Regions from separate parts of the Pan troglodytes genome. Here region 2 is linked to region 1. A link is a contact called in public Hi-C data. All regions are on one chromosome and are shown on one strand. Each heading gives the region's core, a stretch centred on a gene start, on an enhancer-like site or on the middle of the called end of the contact. The rest is flanking DNA. Distances are from core to core; before and after follow the strand shown.

What was found. A called contact is a pair of places that touch in the nucleus more often than the background predicts.
Region 2: a Hi-C map of stem cell-derived neural progenitor cells shows a contact between it and region 1, with 3 times the contacts expected there. The contact joins the enhancer-like site here to the promoter of NCKAP5L in region 1. A contact is called at or near these places in 1 of 7 Hi-C or Micro-C datasets (stem cell-derived neural progenitor cells) and 1 of 1 datasets of contacts at active chromatin or transcription factors (stem cell-derived excitatory neurons).

Annotation. Positions count from the first base shown.
Region 1 is chr10:46,034,330-46,041,541 of NHGRI_mPanTro3-v2.0_pri, reverse strand. It overlaps NCKAP5L (NCK associated protein 5 like), which reads right to left and starts at 1,824. Exons shown (of 13, transcript XM_003313708.6): 1 at 1,682-1,824. LOC134807563 (a long non-coding RNA gene) reads left to right here and starts at 1,903. Exons shown (of 3, transcript XR_010148309.1): 1 at 1,903-2,108; 2 at 2,295-2,443.
Region 2 is chr10:46,227,886-46,234,217 of NHGRI_mPanTro3-v2.0_pri, reverse strand. PRPF40B (pre-mRNA processing factor 40 homolog B) reads left to right here. Exons shown (of 25, transcript NM_001362377.1): 9 at 66-272; 10 at 512-635; 11 at 718-782; 12 at 1,280-1,444; 13 at 1,546-1,654; 14 at 2,024-2,174; 15 at 2,899-3,032; 16 at 3,653-3,767; 17 at 3,929-4,020. Among named protein-coding and RNA genes, the nearest start is that of PRPF40B, 6.4 kb to the left of the region's middle. Within about 2 kb of position 3,872, at least 13 of the 24 cell types and tissues checked have an H3K27ac peak or open chromatin away from gene starts, as enhancers often do. A contact at or near this core is called in stem cell-derived neural progenitor cells, where this site is marked.

The DNA.
Region 1 (7,212 bases), core at 575-3,074:
TATCTAGTCCAACTACTGAGATTTAAAGATGGGGAAACTGAGCCCCAGAGAGCAAACTGTCTTGGCCAAGGTCATACAGCAAGCTAGGAAAAGTAGGGACCAGAGCTTCTGACTCTGTCTTTATTGACACCCGCTTGCTCCCCAAACACTTAGGTCTTCACCGGCCTATCATGAAGATCCTTCTTCCCTGCCAACCACGGCACCTGCCCCTCCAGGTCCTCAGTCTCTTCGTGAGGGCCAGAGCTGGAGAAAGATGCTGGAGGGACGAAGCCACCTCATGCACAGACCATAGACTTTGAAAACAAGCTTGAACATGGGAATATCTCCCCGGAAAGGAATACACACGGTTTCTTTGGGATAGGAAACCCACTAATCCCAGGTTGTTTTTAGGAAGATGGGGGGACCAATTTGAGAAGTGAATTTTCCTATCACACAAGGAGTCTCAGAGAGCCAGATGGCGTAATATCTGCAAGGGAGGGTCTGCAACAAGGCAAATGGGCTATGTTCATTTTCCCCGAAAGTACTGACCACAAAACGGTTAGGCATTGACACTCTTTCTACTGCTCCCCAGGCCACCCCTGCCCGGGCCACTTCCTCTGGCTGACCATTGTGCTTAAGAAGGAGGACCCATGACAGACGCGGAGAAGTGGGAGGGAGGGATTGCCTCTACAGCCAGAGAACTCCTTAGCCCAAGACCCCCAGCTCCTCAGCAAGGCAGGCCTTTAAGAAGTAGCAGCTGGGCAGACTAGGTGGACTCAGCTGATCCAGCCCTGGGATGCCTGGAAAACCAGGCCTGTGGGAGGTGAGGGCCCTCTGTGCCCTTGGGGCCGTGCCAGGACTGGAGATAACGCGGGACCTTGGGCCCAGGACAGGGAGAGGGGAGCTAGGATCCGGGCAGCCGCTTTCTTAGTTGGGCTAAGCCAGGGAAGCGTCGGGCACAGATGAATTCTCTGCATTCTTCTGGCACCGCAGCCAGCACCCGGAGGGCCTTTTCTGCAGGCGCTGCCCTGTCCCTGCTCCCTGCCCAACCAACCCTTCTCCCTCCCTTAGCTTCTCTTCAGCGTGCAGCCCACCAGGTCCTTCCTCCTTCCCGCAGCCCCTCAAAGCCTTTGAAGGGGCTGTTCTCTAGGAGACCCGGTCTTTCCGCCTCTCCCCGCCTTCCCCAGGCCCTACCGCCCCAGGCCACGGGGAATGGGAAGGAGTGCGAAAGGGAGCCCCAGGCTCGTCTCCGCGCCTGCGCTTTGGGGAGAGAGCCCCTCCCTCCGCAATAACCCGGCACCGCTAAGCGGCACCCGGACGGTGGGATGCGGGTTGGGTGGGGTGAGCAGCTGGGGCAAGGTCAGTGCTTTCAAAGAGGGAGGGGAGCCCGGCCCCCGGAACATCCCCCACTCCCGAAAGTTTCCCTTCCGGGGCCACGGAGTGTGCGCGAGGATGGCGCGGGGGGCGGGAGGGGGTGGGGTGGGGGTGCACAGAGTCGCAGCCGGACCCCCGAGGAGGGTGCGGCTGGAGGGAGGGACGGAGGGGCGGGCAGCAGGGTTTGGGCAGGAAGCCGCGACGCCCTCTCCGACCCTGTACTGCCACGAGAGCCGTACCCTCCACACCCCACTCACCCCGGCCCGGAGCTACAGATCGCCCCCCCGCACTCGCCGCCCTTTCAATCCCAAGTAGACCCAGAACTCACCGAAATCAGGTGTTGAGCTGGGCCAGGGCAGGCCGGATCCGCCAGGTCCATGGCCGCGGCTTGGGGGCGGGGGGCAGAGAAAGGGGGGTGCCGGAGCCGCCTCCTGATGTCAAGGCTTTAAAGGGGCCGGGGAGCCCCGCCCCTGGCTCTGACCCCGCCTCCCTCCTCCCTAGCAGCCAATCCACGTTCAGCCTGGATGCGCGCCCCTCCCAGCCCCCTCCAGATGTTCCCAGGACGCGAGCTAAGTCTGCCCGGCCGGCGCGCGCCGCTTCCGCTTTGGTGGGAAGGACCTCCCTTCCCCCTTATAGAAACACTTTCTCCACGCCGGGCCGGGCTTGGTAAACCTCAGCCGTGCCTGGGTAGAGGACGCCGGGCTGGGCCGAGCGGGGGTGGAATGAGGGCGTCTAGAACAGAGAAAACTAAGTAGGTGCGCGCGGGCCCACAGGCATGCGCGTTTGCTTCTGTGGGGCTGGGCGTGCACGTGTATGTGTGGTTGTGAGCGTCGGTGTTTGTAATTTGCCTTTCTGCATACGTGTTGGGTGTAAATCCATGGGGGAAAGGCTTGAGTGCCTCTTTGGCCTTAAATGCTCCCGCCTCTCTCTTCCTTCTCCAGGATGGGGTCGTCCCCCCAGTAATCTGGAAAACAGTTACAGGAACAGGCTCCTCTCATCAGACGGCAGTGCTGGTCGTTTCCTCACTGGTTTGGGGGTAAGGCTGGGCAGAAAAAGGATGCAACCTTGTTCTCAACCACTTGCTATCTCGGTGAGGATGAGGAAAAGCAAACAGCCCATCCAGGCCCCTGCAGAGCCTCAGAGCTTCAATATCATTCCCATTAGTCCTTAATTAAACACCTATTTGCCCTTGCCTAAATACCGTATAACCTTCACAGCCTGCATTGTAGTGACTGCCCCAGAAATGTAGGTTCTCACCTGGGTTCTGCAGGGAAATACGAAGGAATCCCCTAGGTACAGTCTCCGCCTACTTCATTAAAATTTCTTTTGTTGCGAGTATACAAAGGATGCAGCTTAGAGTATCATATTAGTCCAATAAAGGAACATAAAAAGTAAGGCAAGTTAGGGTGCTCAGATTGGCTAGGATTAAGAGTTCTTTTCTGAAGGAGGTTTATGTAAATACGGAATTTGAAGGGCAGAGAGAGCTTGAGTAGGGTCCAGGCAGGGTAAAGGCCACAAGGAGATTCAGATAGGAAAGAGCAAATTATCTGCATGGGACCGTGAGCAGATCACCGTGGTACGTTGGGAAGTGGGAGAAATTAATGGAGGAGGTTTCTTATGGAGGAGAGCAAAATAAGGATATGGATGTGACAAGACATAAGATAAAGAAGTCATTTTGGGTTCTTGAGCATAGAGGTAGTTTGATTAAAAGAGTGCCCAAGGACAGCTATTACTGGAACCTAAAAGATGTCTTGATGGGTACCCCCACCAGCTTTCTCATTTTTTTGCTTAAAAAATATTTTATTCTTTTCTTTTCTCTGAGATGGAGTCTCACTCTGTCCCAGGTTGGACGGAGTGCAGTGGCACAATCTCTGCTCACTGCAGCCTCCACCTCCTGATTTCAGGTGATTCTCCTGCCTCAGCCTCCCAAGTAGCTGGTATTACAAGTGTGCACCACCACACCTGGCTAATTTTTGTATTTTTAGTAGAGACGGAGGCTTCACCATCTTGGCCAGGCTGGTCTCGAACTCCTGACCTCAGGTGATTTGCCCACCTCGGCCTCCCAAAGTGCTAGGATTACAGATGTGAGCCACCATGCCTGGCCCTTAAATTATTCTTAACGTGCAATAAAATGCACACATCTTAGGTGCTTTGTTTGGTGAATTTCAAAATATACACCTATGTAATTAACACCCAAAACAAGATACTGAACCACCACCCTATAAAGTTCCCTCATGCCCCTTTATAGTTGATCACCCCAAACCCACCACCACCCTCCCCTGGCAACTTCCTGAATTATAGCACCATAGATTTGTCTGCATTTGTATTTCACATATATGGAGCTTTACAGTATGTACTTGTGTCTGTATCCTTTAGCTTAGTAATGTTTTTGAGATCCATCCATGTGTATCAGTAATCTGTTCTTTTTTATTACTGAGTATTATTCCATTGCATGAATATATCACAATGTGTTTATCCATTCTTCAATTGATGGATATTTGGGTATTTCCAGTTGGGGTTACGATGAATATGGCTGCTATTAACATTCTGGTGCAAATATTTTCATAGACATGTTTTCATTTCTCCTTTTCACCTTATTTCTTGATGATAGTGGCATCTTCGGAAGCCTACAGCATTGTGAATTCTTATTCAATCATCTAACATTGAATAGGGATCAGTGGGCTAGTTCTGAGATTACAACAAAAAGTAGACATGGTCCTTTCCTCAAAGGGCTTGAAAGTCCAATAAAACTCCATGTACCTGTTGTATTCCTAATATTGCCTTGTATTCCTAATTCTGCCTTGAGGTAGAAAACCTTAAAAGTCTGCCAGGCATTTCTAACTACTTTTGGATGTTTCCAAATAACTGAATTATTGGAAGTAAACAGAATATCAAGATGATAATTTACTTTCCTTTTTTTTTTTTTTTTTTTTTTTTTGAGACAGAGTCTTGCTCTGTCACCCAGACTGGAGTGTAGCGGCACAATCTCGGCTCACTGCAAGGTCTGCCTTCCAAGAGGCAATTCTCTTGCCTCTTGCAATTCTCAAGCAATTCTCCTGCCTCAGCCTCCCAAGTAGCTGAGATTACAGGCGTGCGCCACCACAGCCAGCTAATTTTTGTATTTTTAGTAGAAATGAGGTTTCACCAAGTTGTCCAGGCTGGTCTTGAACTCCTGACCTCAAGTGATCTGCCCACTTCAGCCTCCCAAAGTGCTGGGATTACAGGTGTGAGCCTCTGTGCCCAGCCAATATTTTACTTTTCATTTAGATGTTTACCCTTGTTTAATAAACAGCCAGAACATCTGTATTTGTCAGAGCAAGTACCTGCGCTCCTTCCTTAAAGGCTATTGTGCACTTGATAATTTCAGCATTCAGATTTTGGCAGATTCTCTATGCTTCACAAACCTTCATCCTCACTGACAGGGGTTGAAAGAAGTGTAGCTACTATTGCTTCAAGATCCCTTTCAGTCTTTTGATGAGGCTTAAGGCACTTTCATTCCTTAGTGCTATTATTTGCATAAATTAAAAATTACACAGAAGTCCCAAAGTTTGTTCTTCACTCTTATGATATACCACTAATCATATATTGTTATTTACTTGAGTCGTCTGTGTAACAAAACAGGCTAGGCCTCTTAGGTCTCTGGTAGCTGCAAGCTGTTACTACTGGTTTAGTAACAAACCAGTTTGGTGGTATTGTCTAACTATGCATGTAGTGCTGGTGCCTGATAGATGGATTCTCAGAGAGAATCACCTCGTCACTGCTAACATCAGTACTTTGAATGGGGTTCCCTGCTTTAATACTGTGTGGTCATTCATTTAATGTTGGAGCATCTTCAATTCTCAGAGGTTGAAACTGTAGCCATTTAGCCATTGGTTGATAAGCTGACTCTAGTTTAGAACTACTGGCAACAGGAGATAGTCAGGTTGGTAACTAGCCTCTCAAAACATTTTTTCTTTTTTTTTTTTTTCCAGATAGGGTCTTGCTGTGTCACCCAGATTGGAGTGCAGTGGTGTGATCACAGCTCACTGCAGCCTTTACCTCTAGGCTCAAGTGAGCCCCCACCAAGCAGCTGGGACTACAAGTGCGCACCACCATACCCAGCTAATTTTTTCATTTTTTGTAGAGACAGGGTCTCACTGTATTGCTCAGGCTGGTCTTGAACTCCTGAGATCAAGCGATCCTCCCACTGTGGCCTCCCAAAGTGCTGGGATTATAGATGTGAGCTACCATGCCTGGCCTCAAAACATTTTTGTAATCTGGCTGTTTTCCAGTTGGATGGACTCTGAGTGCAATCTCAATGTCTTTCCTGATCAGTAAGAGGAAGAAAGGAGCTGTTGTATAATCTTTGGTCCACTTGCTATATAGGAATAGATCTTTACTGCTACATATACATAATTCTGTACGGAACAGTCATGTTCCTTGGATTCTGACAGCATCGCCAATATGTGCTTTGAAACCTCCTACCTGGCACAGATATGATGAATCTACTCATATCCTTGAACCTCTTTTTCATCACTTTTCATCATTCAAACATTTTTATTGAATCTATATGCTAAGCTCTGTATATAAAGTATTAGATAACTTGTACAGAGTTCATGTGGGGTATGATAAACAATGAGACTGGAAAGGTAAGCAGTGGGTAGATCATCCTTTATCCTAAGAGCAGTGTAGCCTTTGAATGGTTTTAAGCATGAGGGTAGCATAATCAGATTTGCATTTTAGATCCGTGTGGTTGCAGTGAGGAGGATAGAGAGAGCAAGACTGAAGTCAGGGGGGCCAGGCAAGGTTTTTGTAGTACCTGAGGAGAAAAACGAGAAATGATGTGGTCTGGACTAGGAAAGTGATAGTGGTGATGGAGAGGACGTAGAAATGCCCAGGGGGCATCCAAGTAGAAACATCTCTCCAACTTGTCAGAACTTCCCAACTGTGTGCCTCAGGAAGAGTTTACGGTGGTGCTGCATAATGGGCTTCACAATTCTCAGGGCAGCACAAGCTTCCTGAGTCAGAGAGCAATCTTGGTTATGCCAGATTGCATCATCCAGCATATAAAACACCATCATTTTCTATGTGTGTACTGACATGGAAAAGGTTGGGAAGCACTGATGTAGGCTGTGGGATAAATAATTCTGAAGCTCAGGAGAGGAATCGGGATGATAGATAAGAGATTTGTGAGTCCTCAGAACGTTGGTGGTTACTGAAGTCATGGAGTTGAGGAGATCATGCAAGGAGAGAAAAGAAAGGAACAGAACCCCAAGGAACATCACCATTAGAGGGGGGGCTCCAGAGAGGGAGAAAGAAAACTGAATGAATGCTGTCACCAGAACCCAAGAAGGGGATTTCCAAAAAAAAGACCAAATACAGTCGGTCCTTCTTATTGGTGGCTTCCACATCCATGCACTCAATCAATCTCAGATCAGAAAAAATAAAAGAATAAAAACGACATCTCTCTGAAGACTAGATCAGAAAAAAAAATAACTACAGCAATAAAAATACAAAATTTTAAAAATTTAGTGTTAACTATTTACATAGTATTTACATGATATTACATATTATAAGTAATCTAGAGATGATTTAAAGTATATAGGAGAATACCCCTAGGTCATTTGCAAATACTATACTATTTTATGTAAGGGACTTAAGCATCCTTTGATTTTTGTATCCTTGTGGGTCCTGGAACCAATTCCCCATGAATAGGAAGGGATGATTTTTTCGCCCCGATGTTGCTGAGTCAAGTTGGATCAGGACAGAGACTTCCCCACTGACTCTGGCCACATGTCATTGGAGACTTTGATAAAACCAGACTTTATTTGTTTATTTAAAATAGAGATGGGGTCTCACTCCGTTGCCCAGGCTGTTCTC
Region 2 (6,332 bases), core at 2,623-5,122, 190 kb before region 1:
GCCAGCCCCTGAAGTCCTCCATTCTTGCTCTCCTCCTGGACACCGCCCTTCTGGCTCATCTGCAGGAAACAGCAGCAGCAGCTGCCACAGACACTTCAGCCACAGCCGCCTCAGCCACAGCCTGACCCCCCACCTGTACCTCCTGGCCCCACCCCAGTGCCCACAGGCCTCCTGGAACCTGAGCCAGGTGGGAGTGAAGACTGTGATGTGTTGGAGGCCACCCAGCCCCTGGAACAGGGGTTCTTGCAGCAGCTGGAGGAGGGCCCCAGCAGGTGAGGGCTGCCCCCCATGGCATTCCCAATGTTGGCCTCAGACTCCCAGCCTGGTTCAACCCTTGTCCTCTGCTGGGCCTCTCTCTCAGGAGGGGTTTGAAGATCTCGGTGTGACCTCTGAAGGGCAGAAAAAGGCTGCCCTGGGGAACAAGGAGGGGGTGATATGTTGCCAGGAGTTCAGGGCACTGAAAGCTGTGAGAGCTGGGGGACGCTGTGGCTGAGTCCCCTGTGCCCTCCAGTTCTGGACAGCATCAGCCACAGCAGGAGGAGGAGGAATCAAAGCCAGAACCAGAGAGGTCTGGCCTCAGTTGGAGCAACCGGGAGAAGGCAAAGCAGGCATTCAAGGAACTGCTGAGGGACAAGGTGCTGGAGTGGGGCTCCCAGGGAAGGTTTGGAGGGGGCTGGAGTGGGGCAGGCCCCATGACTCCCACCTGCTTCATTCCAGGCTGTCCCCTCCAATGCCTCATGGGAACAGGCCATGAAGATGGTGGTCACCGACCCCCGTTACAGGTAGGCCTGGGCAGAGGGAGCCAGGCCCTGTTCATGAGAGCAGCTGTGCTAGGGACTCCCTAAAAAACCCGAGCTCAACACTCAGCCCTAAGGGAACCAGAGTCAGGACAGTGATAGATTGGGTTGGGGTTCAAGGGGAAGAAAAGCTGGAGGGCCTCCAGGAGAAGGAAAGGAAAGGTATCTGACACAACATGTTCAATAAATGCTTCCTGAATTGAATCAAACGGAATTGAATTAATTGGGGAATGAGGGTGCTGGATAGGGTGACTTGAGAACCCCAAAGGAAAAGGGCCCAGTATTTGCAGTGTCTTGGAGCTGCATCTCTTTCCCTCACTTCCTGTCACCCCTACTTCTCCATGAATGGTGTTCAGATCCCAGACATCTGTGCCCTTGGAGCCCCTGCAGCCTGCAGTGTCTCATGACCCTCCAGTGTGGGCTGTGCAGGGTGGTTCAGGGTGACTTCTCTATCCCCACCCCACTCCTACCCTCTATCCTAGTGCCTTGCCTAAACTGAGTGAGAAAAAGCAGGCATTCAATGCCTACAAGGCGCAGCGGGAGAAGGAGGAGAAGGAGGAGGCCCGGCTAAGGGCCAAAGAGGCCAAGCAGACCCTGCAGCATTTCCTGGAGCAGCATGAACGCATGACCTCCACCACCCGCTACCGGTCAGGGGGCCAGGCTGGGCTGGGGCTTGGGAACCCTGAGAACACAAAGGTCCAGGGTCTCTGTTCTCTGTCTACCTACTCACAGCTTATATGCTCCACAGGCGGGCAGAACAGACCTTTGGGGAGCTGGAGGTCTGGGCTGTGGTCCCTGAGAGGGATCGAAAAGAGGTTTATGATGATGTCCTCTTCTTCCTGGCCAAGAAGGAGAAGGTAATGGTCCCTGGGCAGAATCCTTCAGCCCATCTCATCCTGGACTTTCCTTGTCTTTGCTTTGTTATGGACCCTAGCCATTTACTTCTCTACTTCCCCAGTGTCCCAGCTTCTGACTTGGAAGCTGGTATGGGACTTGCACATCTCATTTCTGCTCTGGGCCTATAGTCCTGGGTGTAGCGGGGAGGAGTCGTCTCTGAGAGATGGGTCTGTAACCTGTACTCCCTCCCCTTCCCTGAGACATGAAAGTCTTGAGTATGGCCTTCTTCCTAGGGTTCCCTAGCTACCTTTCCCCAGGTCCTCCTCTGCCCAGGCCTACTTGGGTAGCTCTGGCCTGCCCTGCCTCACCCTGATCCTGTGGCTCCCTAGGAACAGGCCAAGCAGCTCCGGCGCCGCAATATCCAGGCCCTAAAGAGCATCCTGGATGGGATGAGTAGTGTCAACTTCCAAACTACGTGGTCCCAGGCCCAGCAGTACCTCATGGATAACCCCAGCTTTGCTCAGGACCATCAGCTGCAGAGTAAGCCTGGGCCTCCAATCCCAGCTATCCCTTTCCCTTTCTTTACTGGACCTGGGACCCCAGAGTCTGCCTCACCCCACTCCCCTGTACCTCCTGCCCTCCCGGACACCCTAGGAGTACTCAACACTCACCCAGTCCTTGTACCTCTTTGGACTCTGGGGATACCAGAATGTTTCAGGACACCCCTCCCTCTGGGGTCCACTGTTGGCCTAGATATTTTGTGTCCTTGGAGGAGGAGCTCTGGGATAGGAATCTTTTAAGTCCTAGAGATGTCAATGATGATTTTAGCTCATGTGAATATGGTCTTAAAGCATCATAGAACTACAGGCCTTAATTGGTCACGTTACAATAGACTGTTGTTGGCCTGTAATTACTGATGATACTCAAATTCACTTTCTGAAATTGCATCAAAGCCTGATTGATTCCCAGTTCCCTAAGGTGTGAAACCTCAGATCCCAAGACAACCAGTTTCATGTTATGGCTTCTAATAACTGAATTCACAAGAGCTGAATACTTGCTTATTTATTCTTATACAATTAATGATCCCCTCTTAAGAACTACCATTGCAGTGGCTGCTCCCACAGAGCCCCCTCCAGGCCCTTCCCCCACCACCCTGGGTATCCCTAGCACCTGTAGGACAGCATCGTTGAAACATTAGGGGTGCTGGGGTCTGAGAGGGTATCCTGCTGGGACAATGCCCGCTGAACCTCCTGCCTGTCTTTAGACATGGACAAGGAAGATGCACTGATCTGTTTTGAGGAGCACATCCGAGCTTTGGAGAGGGAAGAGGAGGAGGAACGGGAGCGGGCCCGGCTTCGGGAGCGACGCCAACAACGCAAGAATCGGGAGGCCTTCCAGGTATCTTTGCTGTCCTTTCTAGATCAGAGCTCAGCTCTGCCCTAGAGCACAACCTCTCCACCCATTCCCTGCCCCCTTCTGGATACGCTGCCTGTTCTTTCTGTGCCTAGCCCTGTCCAAGCTCTATGAGACCTCTCTCTGCCTGCAGTCTGTTTCTGCTGTACCTCCTCAATTCTGGACTGTGCTCTTCTAGGGAGACTAGATGTATGCACCACCCAGAAACTGCCAGTAGAGAGCACCCTACAGGCATGACTTGGCAGCTAGGCCATGTTTATTTCCCTTGGTGGGGCACCCGACAGGCAGAGTTTATTCCCTCAGCTTGGGGGTGGCAGTGGTGGTGGTAGTGCTAGGGGTTACTGCAGGCAGGTTTCTGTTTCTTTGCCTCCCGGGACTGGCTTGTTCTCACTTTTTTGTTCTGTCCCTCTCTGTGTATTTACATTCTCTCTTTTTGCATTGTTCTCAGCCTTCCATCTGCATCTCTTCATCTCTGCCTCTCTTGCCTGCATTTCCTCAATCTTGATTGTCCCTGCCTCTTCCTCTGCCATTCCCTCTCTTCCCCCTCATTCTGTGGCTCTGCCTCCCTGTCTCACTCTCCCTATAACTGGCCTCTCCCTGCTCAGACCTTCCTGGACGAGCTGCATGAGACAGGGCAGCTGCACTCTATGTCCACCTGGATGGAGCTATATCCAGCAGTCAGCACTGATGTCCGCTTTGCCAACATGCTGGGCCAGCCGGGTAAGGCAGCCAGGCTAGGCAGCCAGGCTCCCCCTTCTCTGGCCTGGCTTCCTGCCCTGCCAGCCTCTCTGCACCCCCTACTCCCGGCTCCTGTCCTCGGCCCAGCCCCCAGGCCTTGGGAAGCTGCCGCCCGCCAGGCCCCCCTCCCTCCCTCCTTACAGGCTCCACCCCTCTGGACTTATTCAAGTTCTATGTGGAGGAGTTGAAGGCACGATTCCATGATGAAAAGAAGATCATTAAGGACATCCTTAAGGTGAGGGAGGCTGGGGTTATGGATGGATACAGGATGGATGCAGGGCACACTCCCTGCAGAGGACTCCCTGATAAGTCCTGTTTTGCAGAAGCATTACAGCTTGGTTCAGCAGATATCTACTGTGATCCTTTACTGCACACTAGGGATACAGTAATGAATACACAATTTCTACCCACAGGAGCTCATGGTCTAATAGGAAGATATACATGAGAACTGTTATACAAAGGGGCAAGTGTTATTACAGAGACAGGAATCTGAAGAACTAACATTTGAACTGTGCATTTAGAAATGAGTAGGTGGAAGAGGTTGGAGTGTACACGGGGTACTAAGAGCAAAGGCAAGGGGGTGGAAAGGGCATGCCAGGTCTGAAGAGGAAGAAGCATAGCTAATTGTAAACTGGTAGCACACAGATTGTTCTTTCTGGCCTGTACAGTGTTCTGTAAAAATTTGGAATTTGTTGCTAACATTTTAAAACCAGGAAACTTCACACAGAAAATCTGAATCTTTAGCTTCTCTTGTCAATATGGATTATCTAGCAGTACTGAGCTGGATTTGCAAGGCATTCTGCAGACTCAAGCTGAGATGCCACTTTAGAAAGGGCAAGTCATCCTTCTCACCATTCCTTAGTGCCTTCTTGATACTGTCACAAGTGTCAGCTGCCATTTACCATCACACATGGCCTGTTGCTCTTCTTCTACTGGAGAAGAGAAATAGTTCTCAATATTTACATCTTATCAAAAGTGGAAAAGTGAGTGAGTGATGGACTAAACCTTGTGTTCCAAAAGAAAAAAACAAAGAGCATATTTCTTTATGGAAGTGAAGATTCTAATGCATTTGAGGAGATAATACAGTACAGTGGTTAGGAGCGGGACTGGAGGCAGACTGCCTACAGTAAAAGTCTAGCTTAACTGCTTGCTAGTTGTGTGACCTTGGATAGGTCACTTGACCTTTCTGACCCTGTTTCCTCATCTAAAAAATGGTGAGTGTTCCACCAGAGTACACCTAATTACAGAGATTAAATGGTACCTGGGTTGAAAGGGATCTGGAAATAAAGCTAGAAATGTCTCACTGCATATACATTTCTTTGAAGTACTGTTTTGCCTTACAAATTCACGTAGGTGTTGCATTTTAACACCATATTACCTATTTAATATAAATTTAATATTTTAAATTACTTACCATTAGGTAAGATGTATCATACTGTCCTGAGGTATCCTCTCTTTCTCTGGAACCACATGCCCCAGCTTGGAAGTAGAGCCCTGCATGTAAAGTGCCTTGAATGCTAAAATAAGAAATTTGGATTTTTCTCTCGTAAGTAATGAGGAACCGGGGAATGATCAGATTAGATGGTGTATAGTAGAACCTTTCAGTCTAGAGTACATACTTATGTCCTTAGGGAAGGTGGTGGTGCTAGGTAGAGCAGTTCTTGAAGCCTCAAGATACTAAAACTGATAGTGGTAATTCAAATAGTCATATTCATCTCACTTATCCCCAGACCTCTCTCCTACTGTTGGGGCTACTTGGTACAAAAGTCCAAGAAGCACTAGATGCTAGGAGCTGGGTTAGAGGGATGGAAGAGGGTGAGCAGGGAGAAAAGTCAGTAGGCTGTGCAGGAATCTTGTAGGAGGTGATCCTAGCCGGGGGCAGTGGGGACAGCAGAAGAGAGCAGGCTGTAGTGCTCCAGCTGTTCTTCTGAGACACTCTGGGTTTCTGTGTAGGTGCCTTGAGACAAGCAAGGGTTGGAGTTGAGTATGGGGGGATTTGGTGCTGCTTCCTGTTTTCAAGTGAAGCAGCTTGAATCTTTTTTATGCATAAAGGTTCTACATAAGATTTCTATTTTAATAAACTGTTTCTGCTGTTTAAAAAAAAAAAGGGAGAATTCAACACCAGTGGGATAGAGTCACTAAGTAGAATTGATAGATTTTGTGAAATGGAGGGAAAGGAAGGAATCAGGTGTCAGGGCAGTGGATGATGGCACTATTGATAAGGATAAAACAAGAAGAGCAAGGCTGTAGAAAATAGGAATTCTATTTGGGGAATTACTCTCAAAGCAAATATATTTTAAAACAGAATAATCGTATAAAGTAGAAATGCCTTATCCTGGGATAGCTAAATTTTATTGGACGATTAACTTTTAGCCACAGAGTGGCTGGTTGATAGGCCTGTAGGGGCCTATCCTCACTGAGTCCTGTCTCTCCACACAACCTGAGAAAGCAACTTTTCTAGACAGTTCCCTTCCTCTTTCCGCATTTGGGTTCCTGCCTATGGAGGGCAGATGAGCCCAGGAGTCCCTCTTGCTTTCCACAGCCAGG